Linked DNA regions of Rattus norvegicus: region 2 is linked to region 1. The links are chromatin contacts, called in public Hi-C maps. All regions are on one chromosome and are shown on one strand. The core of a region is the stretch at or near the end of the contact, and the rest is flanking DNA. Distances in the headings are between cores, read along the strand shown.

The links. A called contact is a pair of places that touch in the nucleus more often than the background predicts.
Region 2: a contact with region 1 is called in a Hi-C map of the A7r5 cell line, with 2.8 times the contacts expected there. The contact joins the enhancer-like site here to the promoter of Fam13c in region 1. A contact is called at or near these places in 4 of 12 Hi-C or Micro-C datasets (the A7r5 cell line, the Rat2 cell line, frontal cortex and 1 more) and 1 of 1 datasets of contacts at active chromatin or transcription factors (oligodendrocytes).

The regions. Positions count from the first base shown.
Region 1 is chr20:18,185,221-18,191,461 of GRCr8, forward strand. It overlaps Fam13c (family with sequence similarity 13, member C), which reads right to left and starts at 1,668. Exons shown (of 15, transcript NM_001399503.1): 1 at 1,426-1,668; 2 at 1,249-1,287. LOC120098902 (a long non-coding RNA gene) reads left to right here. Exons shown (of 2, transcript XR_010061076.1): 2 at 2,433-3,917.
Region 2 is chr20:18,249,448-18,254,942 of GRCr8, forward strand. It overlaps LOC120098867 (a long non-coding RNA gene), which reads right to left. Exons shown (of 4, transcript XR_010061083.1): 3 at 4,666-4,881. Among named protein-coding and RNA genes, the nearest start is that of Fam13c, 65 kb to the left of the region's middle. Within about 2 kb of position 1,859, at least 27 of the 93 cell types and tissues checked have an H3K27ac peak or open chromatin away from gene starts, as enhancers often do. A contact at or near this core is called in the A7r5 cell line and prefrontal cortex, where this site is marked.

The DNA of each region.
Region 1 (6,241 bases), core at 418-2,917:
TCCAGACAGTGCATCTTCAAAAGTCAACCTGGTCTTTATTTTAAAGAGACGCCACTTAGGTGAGCTCAAAGCAGGGTACTAAGTCAGTAGCAAACCAAGCAGGATAAGCAAAGGTGCATGGGGAAGAGGCCTCAGGAAACACAGAGGACCCTCAGACCTCCCTCTCCAAGTCTGGAACAGTGGCAGAATCTGAAAGCCAAAAGATGCTTTATCTTTAGCAAACAACTCCCAAGCCACTTGTGGCCTCTGTGTGAAACTCACGTTTCTCTTAAGTAGTGGGATACACAACTCTGCACTCGCGCACGCGCGCGTGCACACACACACACACACACACACACACACACACACCCTGCTGCAAAGCTTTTCCGAGTAGCTTTTACCAAAAGTTCCCAGAAGTAAACACTTATTTCCCTATGATAAAACACAATACATACTATACATCCCAGCTATATGTAAATCACATACAGTGCCAGCAAAATCTACATATTTGCTTCCAATATATAGATTTTATTATTAAGAAAATACTAAGGAAGAAATGACCAGAATAAAAACGAGGCACTATAATCGTCAACACACACACACACACACACACACACACATATGGGCTGGCCTGGAGTAAACCATTATTTCCCTCCCTCCACTCTGAACTGTTGTTAGTCAGGCGAGGCGTTTCTCTATAGTCACATTAGCGTGGCCAGATGAGAAAAATTACAAGAAGGCATCTAGAAAAGTTTACCGCGCTGTCTTAAAAAAAAAAAATTAGTACACACGGAGGAGGGAGATGAGTTTACCCTGTTTAAATATGCTGGAATTAAACTCCAGCTCTCTCACATCAGTCTATTTGGGGCAAATGTACACAGCCTGCACGCCATGAAAACTGACACTCATGTTGGCAAAATACAACCCAGCTTCCTTTCTGACATGTCACATAGATTTTTTTTTAAGCTAAGCTTCAAGATTGCATATTTGGGGGCACAGAGCCTCCCGCAGCAAACAAGCTAGGTTTATTACTCCCCCAACCCCCATTTCCCCCACCCCCGGTTGCTAAAATACTGGTTGCAACCTGTGTGAGGTTTGTGGGTCCCTCCAGTCTCGCAGCCCTAGGTTCCAGGAGACAATGCATCGCCTGGGAAGAGGGGCTGGGAACTGGGTGGAGTGGGATGGGGTGGCAGCGGGAGGGGGATACCTTCACCCCAGTTGCTTCGGAGACAGGAATGCAAGTCGATTGTAATGGCAAGAAGCACTTACTCAGTTACAGCGGCGCTGCCGAAGGAATTATCCTGAAGGCTGAAACAGAAACAAGAAAACATGAGCCAAGTCCGGCGGGGGAGCCGTCTCCCTAATTGCTCTCCCCGAGTTAGAGCATGCACACAAACATGGCATTGCCAGGCAAGTCTTAGGGCTCGCCCGGCTCGCTCGCTCTACCTTGGGCTGCTGTCTGCACATGCTCCTGACGACACCCCCAGCAGGGGCCCCGCGGCACCGGCGAACCACAAAGCCCAGCAGTCTGCGAGGCTGCGGGGACGATGGGGCGGGGCGCGGCGGCGCGCGACCCAGGGCTTCTGCCCCAGGAACCTGGAGCTGCTCCTCACAACCCTGGTAGCCAGCTAGGAGCTATAGGGAGTCCTAATTGCTTGAGCCTGCCACCTCAGCCTCAGCTGGCAATACGGATATCCCCCCCAGTGGATGCAATGCCCGCCTCCCATGGCTTGTTACCTCCCCAGCCCCCACACCACCCGGGGGATGCAAACGTGAAAAGATGCTTCTATCGCTTTTCCTGAAAGCAAGGAAGGATCGAAAAGGGGGAAAGGATATTTGACTTATTTTCACTGTGTGTTGGTTTTTACTGCCTAGAACAAAAGAGGCTCCCAAAGGCAGGCTGTATCCTGACAGGTCGGTCTGTGCTCTTGTTATTTTATTCCGCGGGAGGAAGCGCCCAGCTCGGGACCACGGAGCTGTGAATGAATCTAAGCAGGGCAAGTGTAGAATGCTTTACAGGCCCTAGCCGGTGCCTAGGACACTAGGGAGATAGAACCCTACACCCACAGCAGCACGGCACCTTCACAAAGGATGGAGTGACAACTCATACACGTTCCCTTCAATGGAGTCTGCTCTGTTGGGGAAAGGGAGGGCCGGTCAGCCCCACCCCCGCCCCGCTTTATTCTTGCTTGGGGATGTTTATCCTGCTCTGTTCTCATTGTCCATGTTTCCTGACGTGTTGCCCTTGACTTGGAATAAACAGACGTCTCTGAAAGACCTGTCTCTGAATTTTTGAAATACGATCGCATGATAGTACAACACGTACGTATTGGACCATACTGTGCATGTGTTCTTACTCCTACTGTCCCATGGAACTAGGTTGTGGATGGCAGACACCTCACCATGTTTGTGGCAACGTGAAGTCTAATTGCAGGCTATCTTCCTGTCCACAGATCTGAAGACGGTCAAGTTCCCAAATGCCCCTGCCCTCAGGGGCTGTGGTGCTCATTCTGGGTAGTCCAGTGTGGAGAAAGACCAGCTGTTTTGTTGTGTAAACATCTCCAGTGATTCATCTGGGATGGGAAGGAAGATCGCTTTCAACTGAGAAACTGCGGTGGATACTGTGGGCCTATTGAAAATAAAAGGAACCCTCCACCCTCCGAGAGACCCGGCAAGCATCTGAAAGAGTCAGAAGCAGATACTAGCACCCAACCAATGGAGAGAAGCCGGGGGGAAGGAAGGCCCCGTGAAAGACCAGAAGTTTCAACTGACCTTGACCCCTGAGATCTCTCAGACACGGAGTCACCAACCAGGCAGCATACACTAGCTGATGTGAGACGCACCCCCCCACACCCTCACACCCTCCCACACCCCCACATCCCCACACCCCCACACACATATACAGCAGACGACTGCCTGGTCTGACTTAAGTGAGAGAAAATATACCTAACCCTCAATTCACTTGAGGCCTCAGGGAGTAGGGAGGCCTGGTGGGGTGGGGACATCCTCTTGGAGAAGGGGAGCAGGGCGGGAGGAGGGGGGATGGGATGGGATGGGGAGCGGTGGGGGAGGGGTGAAGAGGAGACCGAAAGGGGGAATGAAGACTGGACTGTAAAAAAAGGGTTATGGAATAGTAAATAAATAAATATTTTAAAAATTTTAAAAAGGAAAAGGAAATGAAATGAGAGATGTGCTTCAGAAATCCAGAGATTCAATAACAACACGCAGAGGGAGGAAAAGTCTAGTTCTCAACAAACCACAAACAGAAAGGATCCAGACGAGAACTGTATACATGGAAGAAAGACAGTCGTTCGGTATATTATGGCTAAAAGTTAAGAACACTCTAGAATAAAAGCCTGCCGTAAAGCACTTGGGTTGCTAAACGTCTTATGTTGTTCGAAGCTTACATCTGATTTTTTTTTTTTTTTTTTTTTTTTGGTAAGTGGCTTTCAAGTACCTTTTTTTTTAAATGAGATGTCCTGTTCACCTTGGAATGAACAATACTGATCGCTATCACAAAAGGTTCTTTTGGAGCCCTCGGCTTATCTGAACAACAATTCAGGGAAAGTTCAAAGGGAGAAGAGGAAAATTATCTCTAGAATCTGTTAAGGAAGCATGAGTGTTTCCCAGGACAGCGACTGGCGTCCAGACTTCTCTGTGGTTTGACATAACACGGCCAAGACGGGTTTTCAAAAGGGGAGATATTATAAGTTCAAAGACAGCAAAGAAAACTATTTTGTCTTTTTGACTCTGAGATGGGACTTAGGTAAGCAAAATGTTGTGGGCAGGGTGAGAACAGAAGGGGACGACAAATGCACTCGATCGATGTGCTTCTCAAACGCCTTAAAGTCCAAGAGAACACTTAGACTAAGCAGACCGATTACTGTCATGCCTACCTGGCTTCCTTGGAAGAACTAATAAAAGCATATTTAACACTACGTCAGATGCAGTCCCTGTTAACCTGAAGCCTTTGCTCTTCACATGCATGTGTGTGCAGAATGGACAGGATGTGCGGTGTACAGTTCAATAGATAGACTCACTGGGGACAGATAGGTTCAATGGGATTAGCTCACCGACATGCTAAAAGCTTCCGTTTTTCTGAATTTCTCACTTAAATCTAATATCTAATATCTAATATCTTTATTTCTTCAGGGTTTTCTTTTTAATTTATTTTTATTTTATGTGCATTGGTGTTTTGCCTGTGTGTATATCTGTGTGAGGGTGTCAGATCCCCTGGAACTGGAGTGACAGAACGGTTGTGAGTTCCCAGGTGGGTCCTGGGAATTGAACTCAGGATCTCTGGAAGAGCAGTCAGTGCTCTTAACTGCTGAGCCATCTCTCCAGCCACACGCATGCCAATAGCTTCTCGGTCATAGTGTTTTCATTCCAACATTCCTACTCTGCTGTGTCAAAAACAAAGAAATCAGGGAGAGCGTGTGAAAGGAATCTATGAGTCAAGTTCAAGACCAACCACTTACCAGTAGTTTAAACTTTTTTGAAAAAAAAAAATCACCTTATGACTTTCTTTCCTCATTCTTAGATAGAGATAAAAATCTGTTCCAGTGGTTCTTCCAAAGATTAAATGACATTCTTGGTACCGAGAAATTAAAAAAAATTTTGAGGGGTTGGAGATTTAGCTCAGTGGTAGAGCACTTGCCTAGCAAGCGCAAGGCCCTGAGTTCGGTCCCCAGCTCCAAAAAAAAAAAAAAAAAAGATAAAAGAAAAAAGAAAAAAAAAAGAGAAAAGAAAAAAAAAGAAAAAATTTAAACGGTTAATAAGTTGCTCGTTTTATCCTTGTTCTCATAGTTATAAAAGGAAAGACATAAACATGGAGCTTGGAAGGAAAAAACTAGCTGTGAATGGATAACAGGTTTATAGACAACACTGACTTTCTACCCCCAGGCTTCCACGCTGTTCCGTGGCTTCTTCACGTCTCTGAAAGTCATCACGTTTGACCAGACGCAGATGGGGTGGGTTGCTCTAGGTGGAATGCGCTCCATGGACAATGTTTGTGGATTCGCTTTGTAACTCAATTAAAAGTGCTTGCACATCCCTGGAGGACCAGACAATTCTGAGAAAACACTTTCTGGGGGACGCTGGGGCATCGGGCCAGACTCTTTACAATGACAGGAAAGTCAACAGAGGCTTGCTCCTTTGGCCTGGACACAGTGACCTGCTGCTTCCTGCCAGTCCTCCAGGGGACAGCCAGGCCTCTTGCCTCTCCACAGACATAATTTTCCACTAAAAAGATTCCCTCTCCTTATATCTGTCTCCTTTAATCCTTTGCTTTCTTGCCCTAGTCTTTGACACTTTAGCAAAAGGGGCCTCATTGCTCTGAGTGGTTATTGTCTGAGCTACTGAGTCCCCAACAGACACAGGTGACATTCTCTTTCGGGTCACCTCCATTTTGCCTCACGATATCTCTCTGTTCCACCTAACGTAAAGGGTATGTTCAGCGCAGGTAGGTGGGAAAAATGAAACGTTAAATCTTATAGAGGATTCTGGATTTCGTGAGGACAGTGGAAGTGGTGTGGGAAAGATCTTAAATAAGATGTACAAGGAATCAAAATGTAGGGATAACATCAAATAAAAGCAAGCCGAGATAGATACCTGGTGGGGTGGTTTGAATATACTTGACCCACAGAGAGTGGCACTATTAGGAGGTGTGGCCTTCTTGAAGGAAGTACGTCACTGTGGGGGCGGGCTTTGAGGACTCCTAGCGCTCAAGCTCCACCCAGTGCAGAAGAGACCCTCCTGACTGCCTGCAGTAATCTTCTCCTGGCTGCCTTCCGATCAAATGTAGAACTCTGGGCTCCTCCAGCACCATGTCTGCCTGCATGCTACCAGGCTTCCCACCGTGATGATCATGGACTGAACCTCTGAAACTGTAAGCCAGCCCCAGTTAAATGCTTGCCCTTAGAAGAGTTGCCTTGGTTATGGCTTCACTAAAACACCTGAAAAGATTTATAAAATCGATTGGGTGAATGCTGTGTTTTTATAATTATAATATAAATGAATGTGAGGCAAAGATTATCAATTTGAACTATTAAAATATTTTCAGGGGTCATCAAGATAGCTTGGTGAATTAACACTCTTCCACTAATGCAAGGTTTGAGCCTAGAGATCTTCGAGGTAGGAGGAGTGAACCAGCTCCTACAGGCTGTGGGCTGTCTTCTGACCTCCATGAACATGCCATGGCACCCTTGTGCAAAGTCTGCATACTCTCTCTCTCTCTCTCTCTCTCTCTCTCTCTCTCTCTCTC
Region 2 (5,495 bases), core at 609-3,108, 64 kb after region 1:
CAAAATGGCAAGCTCCAAGCTCACTAAGGGACCCTGTCTCAAAAATAAAGTGACGGAGGACACAGGAAGTTGGGCTCTGGCACGCATAGCCAAGAGCATCTGCACACGCGCCTTCATTTGAGGGAAGGCCAGTCAGTGTTACATCTGCAACCTAGACTGTAAGTGGGGCAGCACCTGCAACGCTGCTTCTAGGCCCCTAGCTTTACAGCGGGTTTTTCACAAACCAATCTACTCTCGAACGCAGGGCCTGCTGCTCCATTTCATCTGGAAAGGATGAAGCTCAGCGGAGGTCTCCAAATGTTTCCAAGACAACACACACACACGCGCGCACGCACGCACGCACACACGCACGCACGCACGCAAAACTGTGGTGGTTTGAATGCTTGACCCAGGGAGTGGCACTATTAGGAAGTGTGGCACTATTAGAAGGTGTGGCCTTGTTGGAGGAGGTGTGGCCTTTCTGGAGGATGTTTGTCACTGTGGGCGTGGCCTTTAAGACCCTCATCCTAGCTCCCTGGAAGTCAGTCTTCTCCTAGCTGCCTTCAGAATAAGAGGCAAAAACTCGAAGCTCCTCTACCCTCTCTGAACCTGTAAGCCAGCCCCAATTAAATGTTGTCTTTTAGAAGAGTTGCTATGGTCGGGGTTGGGGATTTAGCTCCGTGGTAGAGTGCTTGCCTAGCAAGCACAAGGCCCTGGGTTCGGTCCCCAGCTCCGAAAAAAAGAAAAGAAAAAAAAAAAGAGTTGCTGTGGTCATGGTGTCTGTTCACAGCAGTAAAACCCAAACTGAGACACATACATACATACATACATACATACATACATACATACATACATATACACACACACACACACACGGGGGGGGAGGTTTCTAGGAAAATTTGACATGTAGAATTATTTATCATCAACATACAAAAATGATTTGTGGTTCAGAAGAATTGCTTCTGGAATGTACAAACATCCCCAGGGAATCAGGTGGCAGCCATAGAATGACACCACACAAGTATTGCCTCATTCACAGTTATTCTGCCGCTAAAGACGAAGCAAAAATTAATCCACTGTATTTTGTGCCTGGATGTTACACCCAAAATACCCTTTAATATAATAATAGCCCTGTGCCCTAGGCCAAAGAACAGGAGATAAAAGAAGGTCATTAACTCAAGTCCTAAACGATAATGGAATTTTCTTCTTAATAAGATTTTCTGATTACCCAAGGCTCAGGCAGAATCAACTTTGGCGAGAAATCAACTTTCTGATATGTCTCAGTCATTTGGAAGGGAACATGACAGAGAAGGAGTTAACACTGCCTCAAAGTTCTACGGTTAGCATTACATACACTAATGTGTGTGTGTGCACATTTGTATGTGACTGCGTGTGCATGCGTGTGCGTGCATGTGCATGGCATGAACTATTTTTAGACTATTTTTAGATCCTTCCTAAAAGGATCCAGGCTCTGTTTAGGATTGGAAATGGCTACTTAATAAATAAATCTGCCTGCCTGGGTTTTGCCAGCTTTTCCTATCTGTTACGATTAGTGGATCCAGGTTGTTGGGTTTTTGGGTTTTTTTTTTTTTTCCCAGACAGCTTTTCAGAATTCTAGATGTTTATTCTTATTCTATATCTTTGTCTGGGGTTTGTGGGAGGCATTTGTGTGCCCTGAATAAGAAACGCCATCTGGGGCTTGGTTCTTCAGTTCTGTTCAGAAAGAACATCTCTGGCATTTAAATCTCTAACTGCTGAGTCGTTCTCTGGCTGCTGTCGATAAAATCTAACAGGAATGAGGGCTGTGTTTTTCCCATGGGTGCTTCAGAGGCTGAGATTTCACAGTTGCCCCACAGCCGCTTGAACATCCTCTAATCAGATTAGCATGCTTCCCCTCTTCCTGATAGGCTGGCAAATAGGCTCTGAAACAAATGACCCTGGTTCTGCCTCCTGCCCACGATTACATGCACTGGCTTGTAAATTTCCAGCCAGTACACTTGAAGTCACTTCCTCAAGTTTCAGAAAAGCTGTTGTTTTCTATTAGTCTAAATGCCTCGAGACCAGGGCAGGAGCAGGCCTGGTGCCACTTGGTTTTCTGGGTATTTTACACAGACCTGGAAGGTTTTAAATGCATTTCCATCTCCAAACTTCCAGGGGAGGCTGCACCTATGATCGAATCGTGATCAAGGTCCCACTGCCCTAACTCACCGTCACACATGTGAGCTACATGCATCTTCTGATAGCCTGCCAGAGAGCGAAACCCATCCTTCCCTGTCTTATCGAGTCAAGATCACCAACAATAGAATCTGCCATTCAAGGCCTTTCATTTGAAGAAGGTTTTTGGTTCTTCCCCCCCCCCCCCCCGGAGCTGGGGACCGAACCCAGGGCCTTGCGCTTCCTAGGTAAGCGCTCTACCACTGAGCTAAATCCCCAGCCCCTTGAAGAAGGTTTTAAACACCAAAAAGTGAATGCTGAGGGATGAGATGCCGTCACCCCATCCTTACAACAACAAAAAATATTCTGAACCCACAAAAAAATCAACGACATTTCTTAGACCAGGGGGGAACTGAAGTCCTACACTGAAATTTGAAAAGACTGGGGACAGAAGACACAGCCCAGGGTGGCTCAGCGGGCAGACGCCACCTGGGCTATCAGTTCAGGTTTCTGGATGAAGTTCTCCAGGCTGTATGCACACTGCTCTGAGAATAGGGGATGGGGAGTGTGGGGGGTTGGTTTTGATCTCAGAGATGCCCTGTCAAGTCAGGGAACAACCACGTACGAAACGCATTCATTAGGTAATGGATACCAAGAAAATCGCACTAACAATACACACCGTGGAAAGACGGAAAGCAATCACTTTGAAATATATTCAGTATGCTTTCCACAGCAAAAGCCAACACGTCAGTGACAGGGACTCCACCAGACCCTAGCTTAGCTTGAGTGGAAGAGACACCGCCAGACTCCAGTCCGTTTTGAGTTTGTGTCTCGTGTAAGGGCCAATGAGAACAAACTAGCCAGGGGGTTCATAGCCCACGGGTAGAGGGGGCTGCTGAAAAACGGAGATAACCTAAGGGTGCAGATGCCCCCATCCCCACTCCGTTCAGCCTCGAAGTTTTTTAAACCTACTTTAAGTACAAGTCACAGACTGGAAACAGTGACCGATGACCCGTGAAGCAGAAAAATCAAACAGCGCCTCAGCCCTGTGACCAGAGTTAATGTCACATTGACGACTCCTGGTGACTGTGGGTATTTTGATGAGCTACGATGAAACGGTGCCTCCTGAGCTTCCTTTCCATAAACTAGACTGATCACAAGCAAGTGTCAGAGAGGGGACAACAGACCATTCCACAGAATGCTTGACCTCTCAAGTGTCTGTTGTGTCTTAGATAAGAGAAGCCATGGGCTGGAGGGATGGCTCAGTGGTTGGGAGCGCCGGCTGCTCTTCCAGAAGTCCTGAGTTCAGGTCCCGGCAACCACATGGTGGCTCACAACCATCTGTGATGAGATCCGATGCCCTCTTCTGGTGTGTGTGGGGACAGTGACAGTGTACTCATATAATAATAAATAAATAAATCTTTAAAAAAAAAAAAAGAGAGAAGCCAGGTATGTGTTTGGTGGAGGCACAGTATGGTTTGGGGAAATGGGGTGCCTCTGTGGGCCCATGCTGAGGCATCCCTTACCCCTGAGGGACCAGTCACACGATGATATAGTACAGAATAGAGTTTATTTAGGACATGGGGAGGGGAGTCGGGGGAGGGAGTAGTAGAGACAGAGAAAGGCAGAGAGAGAGAGAGAGAGAGAGAGAGAGAAGAAGGAGGAGGAGGAGGAGGAAGAAGAAGAGGAGGAAGAGGGAGGGAGGGAAGGAGGGAGGGAGGGAGAGAAGAGTAGAGGCCAGCCATGAGCATGTGAGACGGAGGGGAGAGGAGAACAGGGAGAGAGAGGGGGAAAAGGAGCAAGGGCAGGAGCCCAAGAGAGAGGAGGGGGCAAGAAGCCCCTTTTTATAGTGATTCAGGCATACCTGGCTGTTGCCAGGTAACTGTGGGGCGGAGCCTAGACTAAATACCAACAGTCTAGGTCCCCAGAACAAATGGAAAATCTGAAAACATTGTCACAGCCAAAGGAAGGAAGACCCAGTGGCAGCAGGTATCGTGGGGTACTGGGATTTAAAAAAAAAAAAGACTGTTGGTAGCTAGACACGCCTGCAATAGTAGGTTAAAGACTGGTTTAAAAGGAAATTCTTATCTCCTGTAAAACAAAATGGTAACACATTGATAGCAGGGAGGGGGTGGTACACACCTGTAATCCCAGCAAGAGGATGCCGAGGCAGGAGGATGTCAGGTTTGAGGGGCACCTTTGTTGCACTGCAAGACCCTGTCTCAAATTTGAGGGTGGTGCATAAAGAAAACATTAGGTTAAAAAAAAAAGACTAAGATCTACAAATAAACTTGGGTTTAGTTAATAAACAGCAGTTCCAAAGCAAGCTGTCAATCAAGTAAAACAGGAGGAGCTATCACAACTTTCCTGTGACCTGAAAGCCGGTTCAAATCCTCCTCTTATTGTAAAACGAAAGCTCACTGAGAACTGGAAAACCAACACAGTAGCAAGCAAGATGAAAAATACAGCTTAATCTTCCAAAGTATTTCCATTTAAAGTACAGAAACAAATGCCGCCGTGCATTAAACTAACCCGAAAGGTTCTGTTGAGTTGTGCCTTTCAAACGTTGCCGTGTTTGCTCCAAATTCAACTGGAAGTGGCCTGGATCGGTTTAGCCCTGTGCCTCGCCCTGGCTGTGAGTTTAACACAGATCCGTGTGTGACGTCACGGGGTCCTGTCAGATGGGGCAAGTGGCAAGCAGAAAGCTCAACAGTTGGGCCAGATCCCAAACTGGAGGTCAGAGCTGAGCTATGGGGACACAAAAGAGGAAGAGGGAGGAGGAATTAGAAGGGTCTTCTGGCTGAGGTGGCTGTCACCTGAGACCAAAGGCTTCCCGGAAACTCCAAGCCCTTACAGGTGAGAAGGAAACTCTGCAGCCATGCTCGCTAGCACCGCGGGCTGTGTGGGCGAGGCCCTGACTTCCCTGGAAGGACTGTATTAGTGCTACAGCTACCATCTAAAGGAACTACAGACCCCACCACCCTGCTGTTTCAGGCATCACGTGCGCGCGCACCCCCATGGGGCCAGCCAAAGAGTTCTTAGCCACTCCTCCTCTGCACTGGGTTTGAAAGCTTCTGGTCTCCAGCAACAGGCTTGGCATCTAAGCTACGAGGTTGAGGCAGAGGATCACCGTGTGAGCTGGATCGTGAGTTCAAGACCACCAAAGGAACTTACTTGTCTCAAAATTTAAAAAACCAAAAAAACGTAAAAATGGAGCCGGAGATAGAGCTCCGCGGCAGAACGCTTGCTCGGTGATAGCAAGGTGTGCTGTTCAGTCCCCAGCAGGAAATAAATCCAAACACACACAATCCTGAAAGAAAATCTACTCGTTCAAAAGTTTGGGCCAAGCGTCTACTAGTTTG